Regions from separate parts of the Drosophila melanogaster genome. Here region 1 is linked to region 2. Evidence: chromatin contacts called from public Hi-C data. All regions are on one chromosome and are shown on one strand. Each heading gives the region's core, a stretch centred on a gene start, on an enhancer-like site or on the middle of the called end of the contact. The rest is flanking DNA. Distances are from core to core; before and after follow the strand shown. Region 1 holds the start of CG43338. Region 2 holds the start of lncRNA:CR44903 (long non-coding RNA:CR44903).

Evidence for each region. Hi-C and Micro-C count contacts between places; a contact is called where the count stands out from the background.
Region 1: a Hi-C map of the Kc167 cell line shows a contact between it and region 2, with 2.4 times the contacts expected there. The contact joins the promoter of CG43338 here to the promoter of lncRNA:CR44903 in region 2. A contact is called at or near these places in 10 of 107 Hi-C or Micro-C datasets (the Kc167 cell line, the S2 cell line, cellular blastoderm embryo and 2 more).

What each region holds. Positions count from the first base shown.
Region 1 is chr2L:18,668,661-18,674,962 of dm6, reverse strand. It overlaps CG43338, which reads left to right and starts at 3,717. Exons shown (of 5, transcript NM_001259151.2): 1 at 3,717-3,931; 2 at 5,400-5,525; 3 at 5,598-6,302. The coding sequence starts at 3,776. It overlaps CG43339, which reads left to right and starts at 1,678. Exons shown (of 4, transcript NM_001299123.1): 1 at 1,678-2,403; 2 at 2,463-2,623; 3 at 2,677-3,071; 4 at 3,173-3,359. The coding sequence starts at 1,748. The coding sequence ends at 3,181. It overlaps Mst36Fb (Male-specific transcript 36Fb), which reads left to right. Exons shown (of 4, transcript NM_001169539.1): 1 at 1-621; 2 at 686-849; 3 at 903-1,279; 4 at 1,337-1,600. The coding sequence ends at 1,516.
Region 2 is chr2L:18,521,363-18,527,560 of dm6, reverse strand. lncRNA:CR44903 (long non-coding RNA:CR44903) reads left to right here and starts at 3,620. Exons shown (of 1, transcript NR_124367.1): 1 at 3,620-4,290. CG10211 reads right to left here. Exons shown (of 9, transcript NM_001299114.1): 2 at 115-695; 3 at 1-47.

The sequences.
Region 1 (6,302 bases), core at 2,468-4,967, 150 kb before region 2:
ATATGAGATTAAATTTCCATTGCCGGAGCAACTCGATCCGTCCCAATGCCGCGATGAATTCATCGGCACATTCATCCGGGAGCACGAACTTCGGGCCAGTTCCCTGCGGCCCAGATCCACATTCCGGGCCGCTTCGGAATTCAGGTCATCACAGGACCTCTCGGATCAGGGGCCCGAAAAGGGGGCAGAGGCTATGGTGGTGCGACAGTTGGTGAGTCAGCGCAAAAGGTTAAGTCTGCGGAAGACGAAGGAAGAGATCTTGGAGAACATTAAGTTGCGGTCGACCATGATGAATGACCTGAACCTGAAATGCCAGAAGGCGGCCATAGAATTCCTGTCGGTTCGCCTGCTAAAGCAGTTGCGCCTCTTTTCGAGTCCCTGGCCTGGTGACACTGGGGATATCCCTTACAACCTGTTCAGCTGGTCGATGGACGACTTCCTGATGCGCTTGGCAATTAAGCAGGTCTATCTAGACGTCATCCATAGGGAGAGAAGTGCGGAGGATCTGGACTGCCTCAAGTTCTGCAAGGACCTGGGTCAGATCGAACTTCTTATCTACGAGATCAGGGAAGACTATCGCAACGATAGGGATCTATGTCAGGGGAGCATGGAGTTGTTAAGGTAAGGAGTTTAGTTTATTTATGATTTTTCATTATATTCACTATCTGATATCATTAAATTACAGAAGTGCCCAATACAACATTAACGCACCTTGGGTCAGTACCCTCAAAGATAATCTTGAGAGCATTAGATCCAGTACGTTAACCGCTAGGCTTTTTGCTCAAAGTAGCGCCTTTAACATAGTATTACGTCACTCATCGGCAATGGGAGCCTTCGAAGACGAGTCAGGTGAGTGGGTGTTTACTATGAGCCATATCTGGGATACTCACCTCCGTCCGCAGCCCAGGATCCGATTGAAATGCGGTACCAAATCAACTGGATTAGAAGCTGTACGGATCAGCGTCTCTATCGGATAAACGGAAGGGAGGAGAAGATGAGAAAGGAACTAAATGACCTGGAGGTACAAGCATTGCAGGATGAAAAGGTGCGCAATTCCTCCGAGCTTATATACTCGCTAGAGGTGGGAAAGCTTAGGGAAAGCGTCAGAGTGTGGCAGGAGCGACTTGATACCGATTTGGAGAACGCCGAAGTCACGTGTACCGTATCCAAGCTTGCACTGCAAAAGGTCAAGGACGATATTAAGTTCTATAAAGAACAGAAGGACATGTATCTCCAGCGAATCGAAGAAGTGCAGGCTATAATTGCTCAGGAACAGGGGGTAAGTCTATATGAAGTGATTCAGTGTTTGAATTACCACAATAACACATATGTTTAGGTATTTGGTTCCACGCGAAGCCGATTGTCCAGGAAGTCGGTTCGAAATTCCGAGAGAAAGTCCGAAAGGATGTCGGAAAAAAAATCAGAGAGGAATTCCGAAAATAAGATAGGACGAAAATCTGAAAGGCTTTCTGAGAGACGGTCTGAAAGAAAGTCCCGAAATTCCAAAATGCCATAGAAGATTCTCCGGTTTGGCCTCTATTAATTTACCTATGTGTTTGCAATTTACCAAAGATTACATTAAACATTTTTTTTTAACGTTAGAACGACTTCTTTATTAATAAAACTAATTCCTACCTAAAAACATTGAAATCACACAGCAGTTGTGTTTCTTTTTATTAAAAATCTGACATTTATATAAAAAAACATTTGAGTGGGGAAAAGCTAAATAAAAGCCCAACAAATTATAATGGATGTGTTAATGGAGGAAAAGGAATCGGATCCTTTTGCGATTCAGTTCCCCTTGCCGGATCAGCTCGATCCCTCCCAATGCCGTGATAAATTCCTTAGCACAATCATCGAGGATCACGAACGCCGTGTGAGTTCGATGCTGGCCGCATTATCCCTTCGGAGCAAATCCGTGGTTGATTATGCTGTGGAGACCGTGGATCGGGTGGTCGAAAATGGAGCAGAGGCTATGGTGGTGCGGCAGATGGCCAGGATGCGGAAGAGGGAGAGCGGAAGGAAGACCGTTCAGGAGGCCATAGAAAGCATTAAATTGCGTTCGTCCATGATGACCGAGTTGAATATCAAATGCCAGAAGGCGGCCATCGAGTTCCTATCCGTTCGCCTGCTGAAGCAACTGCGTCTGTTTTCCAGTCCTTGGCCCGGAAAGATCGACGAGATTCCCTACAATCTGTTCAAGTGGTCGCTGGATCACTTCCTGGCACGACTGGAACATAACCAGTTGTACCTGGACGTGATCCATCGCGAACGGAGTTCCGAGGATCTCGACTGCGTAAAGTTCCGAACTGATCTGAAAGAGATCGAACAAATTCTACACGAAATGCGAGAGGACTTTCAAAAGGATGACGACCTTTGCGAAAATAGCATACAACTAATACGGTATTGGCCCCATTTCCATCAAGAAGAACATTCTATATTGGAAACACTTATATTCTTAGAGATTGCAAGTACAACACGGTTGGTGCTTGGATTAAGGACCTCAAGGACAATTGCCGGATCAAGGAGGGAATGAGCAACAGTAGCCTGGCAGTGGAATCCAGCGTATCCAGTCTGGATATCAATCGAACTGCACTCGTAGACCTCTTCGAGGGCAGTAGTTGTGAGTTGTAAAATATTACAAAAATTTAATGTATCTTTTGTACATTTTCATAGTGACTGATCCGATACAGATGCGTTACCATATCAAGTGGGTAAACAGCTGTATGGATCAGAGACTAATGCTTAACTGTAAGCGCGAGGATCTGCTGAGGAAGGAGTTAATGGAACTGAAAACCAAGCTGGAACAGGACATGACGGTGCAGCGCAGCTCGGAGATGATATACTCCTGGGAAGTGGAAAAGCTTAAGACACGCAATAGGGAGTGGGAGGTCAAGCTGGAGCGGGATCTGGAAAGCGCCGAGGTGCAGTGCACGATCGCCAGGCTCGCACTGCAGAAGGTCAAGGACGATCACAAGCTCTGCTTGGAACAGGAGGAAATGTACCTTCGAAAAATAGCCGAGATCAAAAAGTTGATGGAAACGCAAACTAAAGCTCGTCAACAAAAACAGGTGGGCTATATAGATATTTCCCTTTACAAGCCTTTACAAATTAGTTAATCTTAAAGATGATATGTAATTGAAAATTAATATAAATTGTTTAATTTCGCTAGGCAAAATAAGCAACGGAAGTGAAATCACCATGTATAAGCGCCAGGAATCCAAAATGAAGCAGGCGAAATGCTGGAGCTCATCAAAATTCGACAACTATTATTTATGTTGGCAACCCAAACAAAATAATCAAAATCCCGAAATGCATGAACTTAACCCCAAAGGGTTGTTGCCTTCAAAGTCACTGTCAAAGGATCAGGCCATTAAGGGGGTTATTCCATCGGACGGGGAGTGGGCGCCAAGTTAGGGCAAACATTTACCATATTCATTATTTTTGGCGGAGACAAATGAAATTACAGGCAAACGGCTGCGGGGTAACTGCCCCTCCTACCACTCTACGGCTATTGCAGTTTAGAAAATCGAATTATGTGCACTTTAGTCACCGTAGTTACCCACCAGGAACCACACCCTCACCATCTAGTGTAGTATCGCCTCATGCATAGTTATTTTATGCGCCGTGGCAACCTGAAAGTTGCCGCATAACTTTGCCTCTTCTTGTTGCCTGGTCGGGTCGGGTGTATTATTTACGCTTAGAAAACATAGAGTAGAATTTTTCCAACGCCAGTCGGAGGCGGATCGAGTTCATCCGGATAAAATCCATTGGAATGCCACTTAATCCGCGACCCACGACCAATGGCAACACACCCGAGGACTGGCAGGTGTTCGAGGTCTTGTTCGGTGCTGATCAGGACCCGAAAACGATTCCCGCACGGATGACCACAATGTCACCTTTGCCACAACCAGCCATTCCATTTTGCCAGGTGAGTAGTTTTTGTCGCTTAACTATTTTGCCAAAATCGTGCGCCAAATTGCCATAAAAGCGTGTAGACATCATATCAAGATAGATTTATGTGAATTCGCAATTGAATAACGACTTTTGTTCGCTATTTTTTATGTTTCAAATGTATGCGGTTGTTAGGGGAACTAATGATGTTTGTGGGGGGATTTGCATAAAACTCGATTGGTCTGGGGGATACAGTGGTTCGTATTGCCATGTGGGTGGGGCTGCATAATCAAAATATACATATGAATGATTGTAAAGCTATTCATAAACACACAATAGGATAAAATGGAGCCATTGCATCTAATTTACTGAATTGAGGACTTGTGAAAGCCTAAGGAGCAAGCCCAAAATCAAGTTCAATGAAATATCTTTTAAATGTTTGAAACATTTCCCATTTCGCCCATTTCAATTTCATTAAAGAGGCAACCTGAATTGGCTTCATAATTAACCCGGCCAAGCTTATCGAATGTTCAACACATTTCAGTTCCCAATTGTCTTGCCGTTGCTCCTTCCTAAATTGCAGACAATTGGCCAAAAGTTGCACACCTCATTTTCCGTTTCCGGCCAAGTTGAAAATTTCCATCGTATATCCATCCACCTAGCCCCGGAGCACCCAAAACCCCAAACCCTGTGGCGTCCGCACTTGCGTGCGTGAGTCCGTTGTGGATATTGCATTTGATACTTCGCCACTTGGCGCCATGTGAATGACCCAAATAATCCAAACAAACTGCAAAGTTTCCCCCATGTGTAAGTGTAATCGTGGCTACACCTTTCGAGCTCCACACGGCTGCCCCCCTATCCAAAGCCCCTTGCTCCTGCCATTGAGCTCGTTTTCACTTGGAGCATAAATTTGAGCACTGTGTGATGTTATGTTGGGGTAAATTCCTCGGTGCCATGCATCGGACTCCCCTCAGTTGTTAGGTGGAGGTTGTTAGGCTTCCGAAAGTGGTTATTCCCGAACCAAAGTTCAGTTCTTCGACGGCTTTTACTGGGAACAGTTGACTTGGTTCTTGGAGTGCTTTAAATATTCGTGGCTCTAAATATGCCCAGTGAAAATCATCTGCATCACCATCACTTGGGACACACTGGTGGATTATCTCCGCATCATCATCACTTGGTGGGCATTGGGACAATGTTAATGCCATCACAGTTAAAAATTACATATTATAATTAAAAGTACAATTAAAATTTACAAAAAATAATGAAAGTCTGAATGGTTCAAAACCATTTTATCTTAAATTGTATAAATATAACTTTAATAACAGGAAAATGTGAAAATGGTACATTTATTTAATAGAGCCAATATATTCAAGAATGTAGAAAGTATACATTTTTTGAAAATGTTTTCTAAACTAGGAAATTAGATAAATTTATATGTAATTAATTAATAACTCCGCAAATCAAAACCTTTTGTGTGTTCTCCAAATTTAAATGCGATTATCCAGCTGGACACATCCTGCAGCAATACGGGAATCACTGTGACAGAACATCATCATGGTCTCGACTTGACCACCACACTGCGCAGTGAACTGGCTGCGTTGTCCTACAAAAAGGAGCGACTTACGGGGGAGGTAAATAAAAGAATCAATTTATTATAGAATCAAGTAATGCAAAGGATATACATATACTTACACTTATCCTAGCTTGCTGAAGCGCGTGCAGCATTGTGCAGCAAAGATGCGGATATCGAGAATCTGCGAGCCCAGGCTGCTCGGCAGACTGCCCTCATCGGATCCCTCCAGAGTCGTCTGCAAAACTCGGAGAGCAGGGAGCAGGCTGTCCAGGCCCGATGTGATTCCACCATTCAGACGGTGCAGCGGGAGAAGCGTAGCTCCGACGAGCGCAACAAAGAGCTAATCTGCAAGATACAGCATCTGGAAACGCATATGGCCAGTGAGGAATCGCAAAAGGAGCAGATCAAGGCTCAGCTGCACGATCTCCTGCGACGCCTTAGCATCACTTTGGGAATGGATGTGTGCGATGGCAATCAGAATTCCCATGCCACACCCGAGTGCATCATCTCGCGGGCCGAGGAGGTGATGGTGGAGCTGCAAAGGACGAAAGCCAAGGTCAGTTCCACCTGCGACACGCTCAGCTCCTGCGAAAATGAACTGCTCAACTTGAAGTCGCTGGCCAACATTGAGAAGCAGCGGCTCACGGCCCAACTTGATGGAGCTGGCAATCACAACCACGAGTTGGAAGGACGCTGTCGCCAATACGAAAGGGATCTTCAGATCCAAAGAGATCGCTTGACTGAATCGGAAATCAACGGCGAGAAGCTCAAGGAAGAGCTGCGCGGCTTTGAGTCGCGATGCCATCGTTTGCAAAACAACCTGGACCGGACTCAG
Region 2 (6,198 bases), core at 2,371-4,870:
AGAGCCATCAATGTAGGCCGAGGCAATGTTCATCTGCTGGCGAGTGTCTGTAATGGAATGGAACCATATTTATTGTACACAGAATACCTATTTTCTGGAGCCTCTTAAGCTTACGCTTCTGACACGCCTCCAAATCGAATCCTGGTGCCGATCGCTTGTACTCCTTGCAGTCGGGTCCCGCCCGTACGAAGCAGTGCTGCAGCTCGCTGGGATCCTTGACGGCGGAGTCGCGCTCGCAGCACTTTCCGGAGATGGGAAGCTGTCCTACCTCGACTAGGTCATTGGCCAACAGTTGACCCCAGGCGGGCAGCATGGCAGTGATGTGCGCGTGGCGCAGCTCGCCTTCCACATGGCGCTGCAGTTGCTCGATCACCACCTCGGCATCGGGTAGAGCATGGGTTCCCTTGGAGGTCCTCGGCTGGCTCACACCATCGGCATAATCAGCAGCCAGCAGACGCTGGAAGATATCTCCCCGGGCACCCCACTTTCGGTGGGAGACGTTGTTGCACTCAGCTGTTGGCTGGCGGTACTTGCTCGGCGGGCAAACGTCATAGTCACCGGCCACACTGCCCTCTGCCTCCGCGGAGGATCCACAAGGGGTCAGGGAACGGGCACGTTCGGAGCTCAGGGCATTGATGGCGGCATTCTCAAGGTCCTCGGGGATACGGAGTGTCAGACTGGAAGCGCAAAGGCACCTGGAAAATAATGGAAAACAATAACACTATTTATTTGGCCATTGAAAGATAGCTTAATCACTTTCATATAATTTTATAATAACCCACAAAAAACGATTTTAGGGTTTCGGGTTTATGGTAATAAAATACTATCGCAACCGAAAAAATGCAAGTGTCTGATGAATAAAATACAATTAAGCTTGCCGATAAGCAGACTTTAGGTGATTGCTGACTCATCAAAACAACTATCAACCCACGGAATTTTTCTGCTGATAAAATTCCCAAACACAAACTGATTTTAACTGAATGATAGCAATCCTTTTGGGTTTACTCAGAAGTTTAAAGGTTTTTCCTGCTACTTTGTTATCACAAATAGGTTTAACCCAAAAGCTTTAATCACGTGTTTTTAATTTGCGCAGAGTAGTCTCCGTTTCACTCATTCATGGGATCGCATCGCATTTTCCGGCATTTAATTACAAGTTTTCTCACATCGCCATCGTTTGCTCACACTGTTCATCAAACGCGGCACAGACAACAAAAAACTGAAACTGAAACTATGCATATAAAAAGCTATTTAATAGAGGAGGCGTAGGTCTGCGATTTTCTGTCTAACCGGATATGAGAAACGACTGTCGAACTAATCAATTTTGAATTATGAACAATGACGCTGTCTGCCCCCAAATGGCTATAGATGACTTATTGACTGACTGACTGAATGGCTGACTGAATGGCTTATTAAGCCGCACTTCGTTGGCCTGTCATTATGCTATTCTATTGATTTCGGCCAGCCGTCTCGGCTCACGTGACGGAGTTTCTTTTGTGGTCGGTTGCATTGACATTAATTTCCGAATTGAAGTCTTTTGTCAACAGCAACAATATGCAATTTATGTGCTTGCCCCTGACGTCTAGATCCGCGATTATGCAACACTCTGCAATCTGGTGGATGTGGGCGTAGAAGATCCGCTTTAAGAATCCGCTGAATTTGGTGTTTGGGTAAACGTCCTCACCTTCCCCTACATAAATTTTTGCCAAACTCCGCTGATCCTAAATGATATTCAAGCAGAGTTACCTTTCTGGTTTCGGTTTAATTGGTTTTATTTTTGCTTATTTTATTGAGTTATACACACATATATTTTGTTTAGCACTCATTTAAAAGTTGAACGTAATTTGTGGTATTTCGTTCGGGTTGTTTAGACGAATGTTCAAGGCTATTGTATGATTAGTAACTTTTAAGTGACCGCTTGTGGTGTCTATCTAAACAGATTCCAGACGATTATAATGTTTCGAGATAGCTACGTTTGGGTATATGAACTTGTCTTGAGTTCAAGATCCACATAAATCGATGTTGTTTGTGAAAAAACGCAGGAAATGTTTGGGTAATGATGGAGTTTTCATGGTTAAGATAAATAAGATGTACCATCTTGGACACATAATCTTGGTTATTAGGAGGTAATTTGGGTCACAAGCCTCTATCATTTATTCGCCATCAATGAAATCCCATTACAAAACAAAATTCATTATTGCGATTCTGGCATAAAAAAGGAAATGCCAAATGAAGTAACGATTACCGAAAATAACTCGTAATGCGATTACCCATTTGCCAGGTGCGTGGCTGCCCATTGAGGCCAGTCAAATCCATAACGATTGGCCAATATGCAGGCAACGGACGGCAGGCAATTGGCACACATAAGTTAATTTATTGCCGGGCACGAGTAATCCCCTTTAGTTGTACTTTTGCAGAACTTGACTGCCGACACGTATCTCAATAACTTGGCCGAAACCGAAACCGAGCTGAAAGCGAAAGCAGAAGTGCTGGCAATTTACATTTGTTTGTTTATGGCTTTTATGCGGCATGGAGCGGGTCGTCTGGTATTTATGTCACCAACTGAAATGCAAAAATGTGTGTCATGCCTCGCCACTGATGGCACCCATAAACCAAACAAACAAAACAAAAAAAAAAAATAAAATAGCGTTAAAAAGCAAATAGAAATGCACGACACATGCCGCATATACGTTATTTAACAACATTATGACATCAATAGTTAGCATTTCTTTTTTATTTTTATCGAGCGTCGTTTGCTGAAATCCAACAATTAAATACAATAAATATTGAAAAGGAAAGTTCGTGTGGAGTTTATCAATCAGTCCATTGGCAAACGGCAGCAGAGATTGTTTTTAGGTAGTTTTAAGCATTTCAAAATTTTCTGATCTGCGTATATGTTACTTCAAGTTGTTTTTGGCGAAATTTATTTATTTGTTTGACATTCATTTGATTTGTTCTGATAACCAGTTGGCAAACGGAAACAGCAGCCAGTATGGTAATCCCCAAAAAAATTATCTGAATTTAAGTTGAGTCAAATTCCTCGTAAAAATCACACTTGATCATCGGTCATATCAACATATTTCGGGGTAATTGGTTTTATATATTGATTGAGTCTCAATACTCAGATGCATGTACCTATTGTCAGCGACAGCTTGTGGTATTTGCATTCTGTTTACAGCCGTTTTACAATCGGTAGTTAGTCATTCTCTCGATCGATTGGCAATTATAAAACACGTGAGTAAGAACTGTAAAAATACCAAATGGCACATCCAACAAGTCAAACCAGTTGCACAAAATAGCTGACGAACGCGTGCCAGTCCTAAAATAGTTGACTTTAGCGAAGCAACCAAGCAGCTTTCATAAAACCCATCACAATTGCAAGCAATAAATCGTTGTTAATTTGACTTATTAAATAAATATTGCACAACGCGCTAGCTGGTTGGATATTATGCTATTTTGCGATTTGCATAAATTCCCGGTGATGTCGATAAGCGATGTATGTTTAATTTGCAAGTGCTGATAGTTCGGTAGCTCTGCGCAATTGAGAGTCACGAATTAATTGTCTGTGCAAATCATGAGTTAAGTGGCCTTAGATAAAGCACTCACTACCCACACACGAATGAACACTGTGCGTCAACATAAGCGGCTCGGGAATACTTAGAAGCGGAAAATATCCGAACACAATCGCTTTGCGCAATCAGCGGGAAAACAAAAGACTTAGGCAACAAACTTGACTCGCTGCCAATTGCCAAATCATGCAGCACTGGTAACAGCAGCCGATACAAAAATTACTTACGCCTGCGAAGAAGGCTTACACAAATGGGTTAGTGTGGCACTAGCCAGCAATAATAACAAAAAAAAAAAACACAATTGCGGAAGCCATCAAGTGTTTGGTATGCGCATTACTCATGCGAACGCCCGTTTGACGTCGTTTTCATTATCAACAGTCCGCAGTGCTGCCGCCTGGCCAAATATGCAGACGGGCCGACCAAACACATATGTACGAATCGCCTGTATATATCTTCATCCGTATTTTGCACGCTTCTCGACGGCTGGCAACACCCCTGGCATCCATGTGTTTCTGCAATTACTCCAAAGGCACGTACCGTCATCGTCATGTGACTTTGCACATGATTTCCTACCACCAACACAGGCAACAGGAAAATCAGCAACGCCAGCGACAGCAGTAAATACTACCACAAAGGCGTGGAACAAACAAGAAAGCGAAAGTGTTTTCCACAAAAGTCGAGTCCTGCATACTCTACTGACAAAACTTAAATAATCAGCTAGCTCAAGTATTTTCAGAATTCTGAAACATGGAAAATAATTCAATTCCTTCTTTGAAATCAATACGATAATGATCAGATAAGATATTTATTAATATATTTCACCAATGCAAAAATACCCACAACATCCTGCTTAGCAGGTTGAAATTTTTATTACAGCTAAAATAGATTCGCATACCCTCCTGCAATCATGTGATGGTCATGTGATCAGCAAAATACACTCCCCAAACACTTTTTGTTTCACTCTGGGTTTGTGGTTTTTTTGTTGTGTTTATTACACAGCCAGTTTCTTGGCTCTGAACATTGCACAATGGGTAGGAGTCGACCGGCCCGAAAACTAGACAACAGGCTATGAAAATACTCATGATTGAATACATTACGCTCTTACCCAGTTTGTATGGCTCTTTCTTGGACGGATGAGGAAATATGCATGAAAAAACCTACAGAAGATCTGCACACAGAAATTTTCAAGTGCACTTCATTACCATAACGATGTTCATTGGCAACTTTGATGATCATCACCAGCGACACACGAACGTCGAGTGCAGGCATGATGCAATTTTCATGTTTACTTCTTTTTTCAGTGACGTTCATCGATGTGGCTTCCAATATTGGTTACATTGCCAAGTCTGTAGTTGCCGCAGATGCTGCTGGCTGCTGGTGAACGTTGCTTGAACGCCAGCCAAGAGGCGTGAAGATCATAATTCTATGCCGGTGTGTGTCCCCTCATGGGGCCGTTGCTTTTTATGGCAAGAAAGTGTAAACGTTGGCAAAGTCACGCGCCGCAGACAGCCATATGGATATACGAATATTCGAATAGCGGGGCGTAACTTTCGTTTTCATTGCGAAAGTGCATACAACTTGATATTGGTAAATAATTCGAAGAGCAGCTTTTGGCCTCGTATCTCCATATCTTACAGGGTGTTGCCTGCATGCAAATCGTTGGAAGTTTTCATTTGATTTACGATCAAATGTCAGTCGGTTACCGGTTAAACGCCAAGGTCGCAGTTTGTTGGCCAACTGCCACCCAATCGGGCAAAAGGGAAAATATAATCATCCAATTTCAGGCCTAAAACTCTGTAATCGGCGTTTTATGTTGACAACGCCAAGATGATCGTTTATAATTTACAAATATTTGACGCGTAATTTACCAAGATTGACAACGCACCCTGGTGTTTATGGTAAAAAATTGCTTTGTGTTCCCCCCGGCAGCCAAATGCTGTGAAATCTTTTCGGGCAATTTAAGGTGAAATGTGAGAAAGTTAAATGAAGGCTTGTTTATGGAAACCAAGATGAAAATCTACAGACAGAAAATGGGACAGAAATTTATCTAAATTGTATTGAGTATGTATAATAAGGCACAAAACAAAACAAGACCCCAGCCCCTTGTTCCATAAGTTCCGTGCTTTAAATTAAAAAATTCATATATTTAGTCGCTGATCATAATCATCATATTTCACCCATCCTCATTCGACTTATGTAAGATGACAACCAGTTGTAGCGCCTTGAAATGACGGAAGATGCCAGTTGCTATCAGGCAGGCAAGTGCCAAAAGCAAAAACCTCAAAAGGCTCTTTAAACTTCATTTGAAGAGCTAGACACATTAACAAATATTTAGTTCCGTTGCTGGAGAGCGAAATTACTGAAAACCCGAAAAAATGAGGCCCAGTCAAGCCTGTTGGCCACTTGATCCTGTTGAAGTTGATTACGTCGTACAATGGCAGCAACAAAAGTTTCACTTTCTTGTGTTTGGCATTTTGCTTCAGATTTTGTTTATGGGTTTTTGATTTTTTTCACAGATGTCTTGTTCCGTTATCTTTTTGAAAGAGGGGAGCTCGAACGCATCCAAAAAATTTCTTTTTAACCCAAATAAACCAGTCGCTAACAAGATGTATGCATGGATGTAATTTTTGTA